Linked DNA regions of Mus musculus: region 1 is linked to region 2. The links are chromatin contacts, called in public Hi-C maps. All regions are on one chromosome and are shown on one strand. Each heading gives the region's core, a stretch centred on a gene start, on an enhancer-like site or on the middle of the called end of the contact. The rest is flanking DNA. Distances are from core to core; before and after follow the strand shown. Region 1 overlaps Rap1gap (Rap1 GTPase-activating protein). Region 2 overlaps Gm31648 (a long non-coding RNA gene).

Region 1 (6,073 bases), core at 1,748-4,247, 650 kb after region 2:
TAGTGAGGGATTGTGCCCATTGGGCGTGGTGGGAATGAAGGCGGAGAGGTGGGCAGAGACCTGCTCATAGCTTCAGAGGCTATGTGAGAGCTTTGTGGGGGTTTTATTTTTATCCACTTTTTAAAAAAGATTTATTTATTATTTATTTTTATATGTAAGTACATTGTAGCTGTCTTCAAACACACCAGGAGAGGGTGTCAGGTGTCATTAAGGATGGTTGTGAGCCACCATGTAGTTGCTGGGATTTGAACTCAGGACCTTCAGAAGAGCTGCCAGTGCTCTTAACCACTGAGCCATCTCTCCAGCCCGAGAGCTTTGCGTTTTATCTCAAATGGGATAAACGTCTAGGAAAAGAGCAATGTTTTTAAACATTTTGTTAAGAGAGGCTGGCAGAGAGAGGCAGGGAGGCCTAAGGAGGCCACTGGTTTCTGCCACGGGGTGGGGGTGGGGGGGCCTGCTGAACAGAGACAGAAAAGTATAACAGTGACAAATCTGGGCTGTGGAATTGTTGGATAAGCGAGACTTGGAGCAGGAGACACAAAGACCCCAAGTGTGAGGTCTCCAATCCCTGCCACGTGTTGAGCTGAGCCACCCGAGGCCGAGTCCCACCTTCCTCCTTGCTTCCAGGCCTGGGAGACAGTCCCACAATAGCACTGCCTCAGGGACCAAGGAGTAAGCCATTGAGTTCCACAGTAACTGAGTACCAAGCCGACGCTCCCGACGTTTCCTGGGGGCAGATGGGGAGCCTCGAGAGGGTGTTTGAGCATGGAGGGATCTATCAAGGAATGGGAAGGGCGTCACTGGGAGTCCACGGGAGCTGAGAGGCTGGACGAGCTGTGTTGGGAGTCCCAGGGTGCTTGCTTGGCTCCAGGCTGAGTTTCCTTGGGGAAGGCAGGGGACAAGGGATTGTGGCACAGTGCCCACGGCTGATGGCTCACGGCACTGTGTGGCAGAGTGGAGTCGGCTGCCCAGAGAACGGAAGTGCTGCAGGGCTTCTCCAGATCTTCCTCCAGCGCCAGCAGCTTCACCAGCGTGGTGGAGGAGACGGAGGGCGTAGACGGGGATGATACAGGCCTGGTGAGATACCCGAGCGGTTAGGGCCCCATGGAGGTGGGACAGGGCTCTCTCAGGCCTCTGGAGGTGCATTGGCTGACATGTTGGCGGCAAGGGTGTCCCAGCCTGCAGGAGATGCAGACAGATCGTAGCCTTCCATGGCTCCCCCATGCTGTCCACAGAGACAGACCCCTGAGGGCCCAGGTGCTCCTTGTCCCATGTCTCTTACCTCCTCAGCCACTCTGAGGTCCTCTGCAGTCCCTAACTGTGGTGGGCTGGCCCCACCCCAGGCCTTTGCACCTGCTGGTCTCCTGTCCCTGCCTGTTCCCTCCCCCTTGGCCAGGCCAGACTCGTCCCCTCCCTCTGGCCTGGGCCTGGTCTTCAGCATCTTAGCCATTTTCCATCAAACATACATCCAATGGGTACCTGCAACTGGCCTGGCCTGTCCCTTGGCAGACACAGGCCCTGCCTGCTGGCCTCCTAGAGTGGAGGTGCAGGGGCCTTCACAGGCTGTTGGCCTCTGAGACCCAGACCAGGAGAACATCTGCAGATGTGTGTGTTGCCCGAACAAAGGAGGGGGGTGGGGCGGGGCTGTGGGTGGGGCTGACCTCCCCCCCCTCCCCAGGAGAGCGTGTCGTCCTCAGGAACTCCCCATAAGCGGGACTCCTTCCTCTACAGCACATGGCTGGACGACAGCGTGAGCACCACGAGCGGGGGCAGCTCCCCAGGTACCAGGCTAGCAGTGCTGGGGGAGGGGCGGGGCCAAGCTCCCCAATGCCAAGCTAGCTGTGCTGGAGGAGGGGCGGGGCCAAGCTCCCCAGGTACCAGGCTAGCAGTGCTGGAGGAGGGGCGGGGCCAAGCTCCCCAATACCAAGCTAGGAGTCCTGGAGGAGGGGCGGGGCCAAGCTCCCCAATACCAAGCTAGCTGTGCTGGGAGAGGGGCGGGGCCAAGCTCCCCAAGTACCAGGCTAGCTGTGCTGGGAAGGGGGCGGGGCCGAATATGGGAGCCTGATGTGACAGCCTCTTACGTGGGGCGGTGATCCAGAGGATGGTAGAGGGTAGCTGGGAGGTGAATTGAGGGTGAAGACCCCTAAGGGAGGGACCAGGCAGGGTGGGGGAACCCCAGTGCCAGTCACCCATCCATGCCTGCATCTCCTTGGTGCCTCCTCTTGGCCAGTGAGGTGGCTCCCTCCTGCCCCCCTTCCCAGGCCTCACACGGTCACCCCACCCAGACGTCGGCAAGTCGGGGGACCCTGCGTGTCCCGAGATCAAGATCCAACTGGAAACATCTGAGCAGCACACACCCCAGATGGTACACGGGGACTCCTCCTGGGAGAGGGTAGAGCCGGTTGGGGACAGGGACCCAGGGACCCAATGGCTGGGGTGCCCCACTAGGCCAGAAGGACTGGGCTCTTCCAGTGACTTCTGGTTTCCTGTGTCTCCTGCCCCCACCTCCGGCTGCATCTGTCCCCACAGGGCTGCTAGCTGTCACCTCATCAGCAGGCGGGACTGAGCAGGTCAGCTGGTGCTCACTTGGATCCTCTGGGGTGGAGGAGGGGATGAGAGCCCCCCGGGCTGGGCAGGACTCTCCAGCCTCGGTGGCTGCGGGCCTGGACTACTCTTGACACCTTTTAGCCTTGGGTTCCCTATTTGTGCAGTGGGCACACAGTGCTGCCTCAACTCTGCCTATGAGTTGTTAGGGAGCTTGATGGAGCCAAAAGAACTGGGCGAGCATGGAACATGGGGCGAGCTAGGGATGCCCGTGGGATGGGAGGAGAAGCTGTTGCCATCTTCCTCTGAGTCTCATCTCCCGTTCCCTGCAGAGGAGGCCTCAGAAGCACAAGAAGATGCCGCACCACATCCAGGCAGCTGGCCCTCTGCCCCACAGCCACCCCAGCCCCTGGCGCCCCTCCCTCCAAGCCCTGGGCCCGCCCATCTGGGCTGTCTCCGCAGGGCGGAGCCATCCAGAGCTCTCAGAATGGATGCTGCCGGCATCACCGCCCCCACCCCACCCTCAGGCTGGAGCTCTGGGTGTGGGCAGGGACTGTGGCCCTGGATTGCCCTCACTTGGGCCTCTGTCACACCGGGTTCCCCTCTGGAGCCACGGGGAACAGGGTAGGAAAAGGAGAAGAAGCACCGTGCGCATACAGCCCACCGCAGAAGCAGCAGGTGCAGGGTGCGCGAATGCGCAAGCGCCGGGCAGAGTCCCGTGCGGCTTCTGCTGTGGGACGTGGGCCAGGCACCCTCATTCTCTGGGCATCTCTGCTGCAAGTGGACAAGAGTATTTCAGAGATCACTGAAGCCTGAGTCCATGCACCTGCCCCAGGAGGGGGCCATTGTCCTAGGGACCGCCTATCACGCCGACTGCTTCCCGAGGCCCCGGGTGGGCTAAGGGGCTGGGTCTGCTTCACCAATCACCCAACCTGAGTCCCCCAGCTTTACCACAGAGCTGCCAACGTCCTTTCACTGTCTCCACACGATGGCCCAGTATCCTTGGTTGTGGATAGGGTCATCCCTGGCTCCTCACCCAGCACCCAGCTTAACCCTGCCACCCCACACTCCTGGGAGCACTGGGCTGAGGGGGTCTCAGCTGGTCTGGAGTCCAGACCTCGCCATCCCCTGCCCACCATTGCCGTGGAGGGGGCTGCCAGGCATAGCTGCTGTGAGCCATGTCCTTGTGTGTGTCTGTTCACTCTTAGGAGCCACGCCCAAGGCGAGACTTCCAGCCCCAACACCCACTTTGGAAGCCCTGTGGCCACATGTATGTCAGTAAGGGTTGTACAAAATAAATTCTATTTATCGCTATTGTACCCGGAGTTAAGAACAGCTTTGTGTAAACCCTGCCTAGACACACGAGGACCCAAGGTGGACAGAATATACCTGTCCCCTTTGGTGCTGCCGAGGCCAGGGTGCCTCCAAGGCCAGCAGGTCACAGGGTCTGTGAACACCAGCTGAGGCCTCCTCTTCATGGCCCCACTCTCCGACCCCATACCTGCCATGTGTCCTTCCCTATGGAGAAAGTGTGGTTTTGAAGTCTGCCCTGGCACCATCTCTCCTTAGCTTGGTGGTGAGGAATTCCATCTCTCTCCTCTCAGAGGAACAGGAAGAGCTCATGATCTCCTCAGGGGCTGTAAACATGCAGTGAGCTGGTTCCCACTGTTAACAGGCATACAGTCTGGACAGCATATAACTAACAGTTTCCTTTCCCATCTCATGTTCCGCAAATCCCAAGTTTCCCTTGTATGGCCACCAGGGGGCACCAGAGGATCACCATCTGGGCAGAGAAGCGGACAGAGTCCCTTCCCTGCCTGATAGCATAGGACCACAGGCTTAAGGGTAAAAGGGTGGACAGAAAGGGCAGAGGAGGTAGAGTCTCTAGAGGAGAGGGGCTTGTGTGTGTAGAGAGTGGAGAACATCTCAAACTGGGGGAGAGGGGGGGCTCCAAAGTGAGGACAGCCATAGAGGAGACACGGAGATAGGCTGGGGTGAGGCCAGAGACCACATGGTTTTGAATGCCAAGACTTCACGCAGAAGACAGTGGAGGGATACACTTAGAACAGTGCTGGCTGTTAATGGAGTGCTGGTGGGCCCGCTGGCTGGTAGAATCCTGGAGGATGGGTTCCCTTAAGGAAAGAGCCACAGGAGATTCATTCAATGGCCTTGCAAGTAGATATCCAGTTGTGCTCTGAGGGAGACACCATCTTAGTGTCCCTAGAACCCCGGTGCCCCTACCTCACTCTCACCTCCCCAGGAAGATGCTGAGGGTACTTTGAGGCTCTCTGAGATGTACCATGCCGTTTTTTGACAGGGCTGTTCTATGACCCACGGACGCCTCAGGCCACCCAGAGGCCATGACTCATACCCTAACTCCAGCCCTGACCAGCAGGGTTTGGCTCCAAGCTTCCCTGGCTGCGTTGTTCCTCAGCTCTACAGTGCGTTCTGCTCCAGCCTATAGCTTGCAGTCATGGCATCCAGAAATGAGCTTCCTGGGCACTGGCTCTGAGTTCACTCTCCTAGTGAGCTCGGCCCCCTGTCCCTCCTCTGTGGTCCCTGATGTGAGGCTCAGGGAATGAGACCTCATGGCGATCTTGGTGCTAGAGCTGTGGGGACTCAGATAATACTGAGGTGATGTTGGGGGCAGGAGCAGAGCTGGTATAGCCTCTGAACACAGATAACCATGAACAACCTTACTGCCAAGCCTTCAGATGGTGCCGTCAGACCTGTGTCCAGAGGACATTGCCGCACGGGCTGGCTCCACACAAGTATAGCTGGAATTGAGTGGTGGTGACACACACTTTTAATCCCAGTACTCAGAAGGCAGAGGCAGGCAGAACTCTGTGGGTTCAAGGCCAGCCTGGTCTACAGAGAGAGCTCCAGGAAAGACAGGGCTACACAGAGAAACCCTGTCTTTTTAAAAAAATGGAAGGAAGGGAAGAAAGAGGAGGAGGAAGAAAAAAGAAGAAGGATGAAGAAGAAGAGGAGGAGGAGAAGAAGAAGAAAAAGAAGAAAGAAAGAGAGAAAGAAAAGAAGGAAGAAACAAAGAAACAGAAAGAGAAAGAAAGGAAAGAGAAAGAAAGGAAAGAGAAAGAAAGAAGAGAGAAAGAAAGAAGAGAGAAAGAAAGAAGAGAGAAAGAAGAGAGAAGAGAGAAAGAAGAGAGAAAGAAGAGAGAATGAAGAGAGAAAGAAGAGAGAGAGAAGAGAGAGAGAAGAGAGAAAGAGAGAAGAAAGAGGTGTTGTTGCCTTTGGAAATGCTTCCCTAAGCCCCACCACCACAGGCTTTTTGGCTGATCATCCCTTCGTGGGGATTTGCTCATTTGTGTACCCAATTCTCTGGATCTGTTCAGAGCTGATCTAGATCAAGGGGCCCTGGGGAAACACAGGTGAGTCGCTAGGAGAACAATCCCTGGCCAGCCCAGCCAGCCCCGCCAGCCCTGCCAGCCTCCCTGCCTGGCCACGCCAGCCTTGCTGCAGGAAGAAGCGTCCAGGCCACCACGGCCCAGGCCGTTACTCTCAAGCTCCA
Region 2 (6,808 bases), core at 1,084-3,583:
TCCACCTGTTTATCCATCCACCCACTCATCTACCCATCCATCTTCACATCTATCTATCCACCTATCCATCCATCCACCCATTCACCCATCACCCACCCATCCATCCACCTATTTGTGCATCCATCCATCCACCTATCCATCCATCCATCCATTCATCCATCCATCCATCCATCCATCCATCTACCTATCCATCTATCCATCCATCTTCTCAATATGTCCACCTATCTTCTCAGTCTTCCATTCATCCATCTACCTACTCATTCACCAATCCATCTTTCCATCCATCTATTCACCTATCTATCTACCAAACTTACTCATCCACCTTCCCAATAATCCATCCTTCCATCTTCCTCATCTTCCATCCATCCATGTATCAACCCACCTACTCATCCACCCATTCATTTTTCACCCATCCATTCATCTATCTACCCATCTTCCCAATCATGTATCCAGTCATCCGCACAGTCACTCATCCACCCATTCTTAAGCCACACCCCTTTCTATCCAACCATCTTCACAGCCAATCATCTTGTTCCATCTCCTTGCTCACACCTCCATCTATCCATCTGTTAATCCTACCCACATTTTTGTTGCTCCCTTGCTTACATCATGCCTGTTGACCCACTGCCACGAGTTCTGCTGGGGCTGTAGTAACTGTGGTTTGGGGTTGAAAATGTTGATATACTTGGACTATAGGTAGCAATCATTCTCAATGTTCAGAATCCAGGAGATTTCTGGAATGCTCTTGAGCAATGCAAGGGAGAATAGGATCAGCCACTGAGCACCTAAGCTACTCATACCTCCTTTTTATAAACATAGCTCATTTGACCGTTTTGCTCTGACCTCAAAGAACACTTGAGTACTTGGTTTTAGACTTAAGTACACTCAAGATTACCCTACGTGAAGGAGTGAGAAAACCGCAACATGGACTCTCAAGTATCACATAGCCATGAAAGGAATAGAGTACTGACACATGTCACCGTACAAAACCAAAAACACTGCTAAGTGAAAAGCCCAGATGCAAAAGACTAAACACAGCAGGACCCCACACATGTGACATGTCCAGGACAGACAAATCCACAGAGATAACAAGGACGTTGCTAGTTACTAGAGGCTGAGGTGAGGGAGGAATGAAGACTTCAGGGTGATGGAATAGTCTGGAATTAAATAATGATGATGGCTGTGTGATCTTGAAACAAAGACCACAGGAGTGTACAAAGTAGCAGGATGCAGTTAGGAACCGCTCCCCCCCGCCCCCACCACACACACACACATACACCAAAAACCAGACATGGTGGCACATGCCTGTAATCTCAGTTTTTAGGCGATGGAGGCAGAAGGATCAGGAGTTTGAAGTCATCAGCCTGGACTATGTGAGACTTTGTCTCAAAAAGAACATATTGAAAATTATGAATAATATTCTCATGTATCACTGCATTCAGACTTCCCCATTTTCTTGGGATAGCCAGGGCAGGCAGTGCTGAAGATCCATAGAGCTGAGAAGTGGAAGCCTGAGAGGGTGAGGCGCCCGTCAAGTCAAGTGTACTGGATAGGTTCTCAGCTAAATGACATGCATCTTGTAGCTCTATCTGACCGGCTTGGCAGTGCCTCTGAGCTGACTCCAGCCAACCAGCCTCAGTCCCAAGGACAGCCAGTGTCCTGCCCAGGTCTAGTGCCATGGCTTTTCTTTGGCCCAGGGCTTAAGGAGTCTTCTTTCATGACGTGGATAAATACTTTGTATAGCTCCGCTGACCTGGGCTTCCTCAATTACCATCTATTATATACAGCAAACTTCTTCTCTCTTGTCACAGCCATTTGGCCCAGGCCTCTCTGCTCATGTCCACTGTATCACTTGGTGACCTGAGGCCTGACTGTCCTTGGATCTGTGATCCTGCATTATTCCCTGGACAACCTGGCCCTGGGACTTCCAGACCCTGGTGACCTTCTATAACCACTGGCATTTGATCACAGGTCAGTATGATGGAGTAAAGGGGAAATGGATGCAGGCTCTCTGGATTGGCTGTGGAAGGGGGATGGGTAGATGGCTTCTGAGAGAATGGAGACCCTCCTCCACCTAGCCCTGAGTCATGAGACAGAGGAGGATGGCCTAGGCCTGTGGCTTGGTCCCCAAACTCTTCCTCCAGGGTCCAGAGTCAGCCTGGGGGAGGGGAGCCTGTTAAGGCTTAGCAGGTACCAAGCCCAAGCAACCGGAATATGATCCCTGGAACCCATATGGTGGAAGAAGAGAGCAGTCAGCCTTGGCTCCTCCCTTCCCTGGCATTCTCCTGTCCCAGACACCACTCTTAGGCCTACATCTGAGTGTGGATTACACAGACCAAAAAATGCAAGGAATCTTGCCCACTGTGCTGGAGAGATGGGTGATGATTTCATCCTGTGGAGACAGCAGGAGATCTGCAGCACGTTGTCCCCTACAATAAGACAGGAAGCTGCTTAGCTATCAGGCTGGAAGGCAGGACAAGTGCTAGTGTCTTCTTCATTCCTCAGATGCTCAGCATGGGGCTGCCGCATCTCACAGAGGAAGGAGCTGCCCCCCCCAACCCCGAGACTTCTGCTTCCCTCTGTCCCTACATCACACTTCATGTTTTAAATTTGTATTTACATACTTTTCTCAGGTTCTTTTTTTTTTAAGATTTATTTATTTATTATATGTAAGTATACTGTAGCTGTCCTCAGATACTTCAGAAGAGGGCATCAGATTTCGTTATGGATGGTTGTGAGCCACCATGTGGTTGCTGGGATTTGAACTCAGGACCTTCGGAAGAGCAGTCGGTGCTCTTAACCACTGAGCCATCTCGCCAGCCCCCTTTTCTCAGGTTCTTATCCATTTCTTGATCGGCACATGTACCTGTGAGTATTTAGGTTGGGCAGTCACCACTAGCTAGGATTATGGCTGAGCACCTAGGGAATTGGCGTACCCACCATCCCGATCGATCCGCTATCACTTGTGTTGGGATCTTTCAGCGTTTCTTCTAGCTAGTGAGAATTCCTGTGGGTGGTGGGCCGTGGTCTCCTAGCTCTGCTAGGAAGCAACTCTCCAAGCCGTTTCCGAACCTGTTAACCAGCCCTTCTCCCGATCCCCGTGCCCCACCCTCTTCCTGCCCGGATGACCACACTCCATTCTCTGCTTCCCTGAGAACGACTTCAGCTTTCACACGGGAACGAGCATGGGCTGGTCTTTGTTCTTCTGCGCCTGGCTTATTTCACTTCATAACTGTCTGCCAGGCTCATCCATGCCTTCTCCAACGGCAGGATCTCCAGTTTTTTTTTTTTTTTTTTTATGGCCGAATAGCATTCCGTTGTGTCTGTATTTGTTTCTTTGCTTAGCACTCTGACAGAACACCTGAGAAGAGCAACTTGGGAATGAGGGCTTCGATTTGGCTCATGGTTTGAGGGTGCTGTCCACCGGGCAGCAGGCCACCTTATATCTGACGTTAGAGAGATGGATGTGAGAGCTCGGCTAACTTTGACTTTTATACTCAATCTCGGAGCCCAGCCCATGGAATGACGCTGTCCACATTTAGGATGGGTCTTCCCACCCCAGTTAGCCTAATCTAGTGACTCCCTCGCAGCCAGGCTCAGAACTGCATCTCCTAGGTGATCCTAGACTCTGTCACGTTGATAGCAATATTAACCAGCACACTGGCTCTAACTACACTACATTTTGTTTATCCAGGCATCAGCTAGGTTGGATCTGTATCTTGGCTACGGTGGTTAGAGGTATGGGGAACAGGAGAGGGTCACACTGACTTCCTCTCTTTTAAATGTACCTGGAGGGATGGGGTTGTTATCCATGGTGGCAAGGATGTGGAGAAAAAAATGCAGATGAGTACCCAGATGGTGAACGACATTGTGATGCTTCATAATACTAAAATGGAGCCAGTTTCTGATGCAGCAATCTCTGTCTCTGTCTCTGTCTCTGTCTCTCTCTGTCTCTCTTTCTCTGAAGCCTTGTTCCCCCATGTTCATGGCTATGTGATTCTCCACAACCAGGAAATAGAGTTGACCTTGATGTCCATGGATGAATACACAGGTATGGGGGTGAAGAGACAGACAGACAGACAGACAGACACACAGACACACAGACACACAGACAGAGAGAGAGCTGTTGTGTATTGTGTATGAGACTTCTAGGCAAGCCATCCCAACAGATGATCTGGGGAGTGTTGGGGGTTAATTCTCTATCTAGTGATCATGAAGCTGGGACCCAGCCCTGCCCCCCCCCCCTGGCCCCAGTCATAATATGCCCAGGCTCCTGCTTCTGAGATTTTTTTATAAGGAAGTCAGAGTTCTTGGAAGAGTGAACTTCTGGCCCAATAGTCAAAATACAAGTGAAGTTGACTAAACAAATGAATATGCATTTCGAGGAAGTGAGCTGGAGTTCACGTCTTTACAGTGCTCTAAAGCAGGCATCGGGCTGGTGTCAGCATCCAGGCTTGCTTGGTGGCTGCGCAGACAGCAGCGGAGGTTGCTCTTCTCTGGGCAGAGCACCCAGCCTGGGCTTTGGAGGGGGGAGGGGTGCTCCATGCTCTCTGGGACCTCGACCACGTGGTTTTTATCTGTCTGGTTTGAATTAGAAGCTGGGGCTCATTAGCGGTTTCCTCGCCCAGCCTGGCGCCTGTGAGATACTAACAGTTTATTGTTTCCTTGCTTTTTCTTTCTTATTTCTGTCTTTCTTCCCACCCCCCTCCCACCACTTTCTTTATTATCTCAAATTTCCGCCTCATGCCACAAAAATGCAAAGGCTGCCACATTCCCCAGGGGACACGCAGACACAGTACCTTATACGCCTATGTCCCTCTCCACTCTCTAGCAGCGAAACCAGGTGCCACAGGCTGGGGACCCTCAAGTGACTCCCACAGGTACAGTTTGAAGGAGTGTGTCTCAGCCTGCCTCACATCTAACATACCAAGTAGCCCCAGCTATGCATCTCTGGTGACACAGGTGGCGCTGTCGTCAGCCAGCATTCCTGGAGCCTGAGTTTCTTCCACAGGGTCTGCAGATTCTGGTCCACGAGTCATTCTTAGTAATTCAGCCTTCGCAAGCTGCACATGCACAAGAAGCATTTACCTCCGGGAGTCAGAATAGAAGTCGCCTAGCTCAGACTGTGCATACAGCAAGTGCTTAATAAGCAACACTGTAGATGTCACTCTGCTGAGGTCAGGGTAGCTGATGGGTAAGGGAGATGAAAAGTTGCATTGATTCAGTTTTGGGGTGAAAGAGGCAGGGGACAGCAGAGTCATAGTCATTACCATCATCAGCATCATCGCAGTGACAGCCAACTGCAGTTGTCATCATCACTGTCACCGTCTCTCGCTATAGAGTGAATCCTCCCACTGCTCCTCAACAGAAGAGAGGAAGGAGGGCCAACCAGACCAGGAGGAACCGGGAATGATAAGACCAGAGATCCCTGAGCAAGAGAGATGCTCAGCCAGGGGAATCTGCTAGACAGGAGATGGAGCCCGGAGGACAAGGAAGAGAAGGTAGCTAGAGACTGTCTCGGGTCTGTTTCTGATCATAGTTGGTAACAAGTGACCCCGTGTGCTGGGGACAAAGGTTACCTCTGATTATGGAACCCTCTTAGTGACTGATGATCTCAGACAGGGCAGTGTGAAACCCTGGCTCGAGCCGTCCCATGAAGCATGAGGGGGAGACTGAGATATTGCGACAGAGCCCCAGGAAGTTCCCCATGCATGGCCACCTTGCCTGGCTGGGACAGCTCGTGCCAGCAACTGGCCAGTGGCTTCAGTGTGCACAATAGGGAATGGGGTCCCTCATGAAACTGAACCCGGGAGCTTGGTGTCTGGAGACCACGCCTCTAGGGAGTGACTCCACGGTCCAAGGGCATGAGGCTTTCCCACCCCTCTCTCCTTTTTGGCAACTTTGAATCCAGACCCGTTCCCTCCTGCCTGAAGCCCTGGTCTCAGGACATCACAGGTGCCTCTTTGCCTCCCTCCCTGGCTGTGGCCACGTCTGCCTCTACCTCCCTTTCAAAAGCTTAATAAAGCTGGAGCACATGGAACCTGTCTGTTTCAATTACCTGTGTGACTGCTGTGACCAAACACCTGACAGAAGCATCAGAAAGGAGGAAGGGTTTGAGAGCACGGTCCATCATGGCGGCGAAGGCATGGCGGCAGGAGTGGGAGGCGGCTGCTCACATCGCATATCCAGTCAGTAAGCAGTGGATATTGATTCTCAGCTTCCTTTTTCCTTTTTATTTCATCAGAACCTCAGCCCACGGGATGGTGCCACCACATTAGCGTGTGTTTCCCCATCTCAGTTAACCTGATCTAGAAATTCCCTCACAGACATCTCCAAGGTTGTTCCCTATCTGATTTTAGACCCTGTCTAGTTGACAGTATTAACCATTGTCTAGGCTCTGTCTATACTCCTCCTGAGCCCTGCTGAGACTCTGTGTACTCTCCTTGTGAGTTCCTGCACTGTGAGTTTGTAGGTTCGAGTCTCCTGCACACTGCTGACCCCTCTGCCTCCATCCAGCTCTGCTTTCTGCCTGAGATTTTCTAGTTCCTCTTAGAGGTGTCTTGCCACCTCTTCCAAGGTACTTTTGACTCCGCTCCTCCTCCTGTCTTAGTCCTGTAGGTACACAATACCCAGGTCACCCAGTTTCCAACCATGGACTTGTCCTGCCTTCCCTCTCCACTTCCTACCAGCATCCGTCCACCAGTGGATCTGGTAGGCAGTGCTTTGATCACAGGCACTGACCCCTGCCACCCCTGAACCTACTCTGCTCCCAGTGGCTTAGTCCCTGTGGCGCAGCCAGCCTGCCCCA

The links. A called contact is a pair of places that touch in the nucleus more often than the background predicts.
Region 1: a contact with region 2 is called in a Hi-C map of the N1E-115 cell line, with 4 times the contacts expected there. The contact joins two enhancer-like sites. A contact is called at or near these places in 4 of 39 promoter capture datasets (hematopoietic stem and progenitor cells, liver and pre-B cells), 1 of 15 datasets of contacts at CTCF or cohesin (pro-B cells), 7 of 484 Hi-C or Micro-C datasets (the N1E-115 cell line, brown adipocytes, cardiomyocytes and 3 more), 1 of 115 datasets of contacts at active chromatin or transcription factors (pancreatic cancer cells) and 1 of 9 other capture datasets (adipose tissue).

What each region holds. Positions count from the first base shown.
Region 1 is chr4:137,725,999-137,732,071 of GRCm38.p6, forward strand. It overlaps Rap1gap (Rap1 GTPase-activating protein), which reads left to right. Exons shown (of 24, transcript NM_001379234.1): 20 at 954-1,077; 21 at 1,679-1,781; 22 at 2,262-2,365; 23 at 2,530-2,570; 24 at 2,877-3,863. The coding sequence ends at 2,538. Among named protein-coding and RNA genes, the nearest start is that of Gm52682, 7.2 kb to the left of the region's middle. Within about 2 kb of position 2,998, at least 47 of the 459 cell types and tissues checked have an H3K27ac peak or open chromatin away from gene starts, as enhancers often do. A contact at or near this core is called in the N1E-115 cell line, where this site is marked.
Region 2 is chr4:137,080,743-137,087,550 of GRCm38.p6, forward strand. Gm31648 (a long non-coding RNA gene) reads left to right here. Exons shown (of 3, transcript XR_390841.3): 2 at 1,812-1,971. Among named protein-coding and RNA genes, the nearest start is that of Gm31648, 7.6 kb to the left of the region's middle. Within about 2 kb of position 2,334, at least 9 of the 459 cell types and tissues checked have an H3K27ac peak or open chromatin away from gene starts, as enhancers often do. A contact at or near this core is called in the N1E-115 cell line, where this site is marked.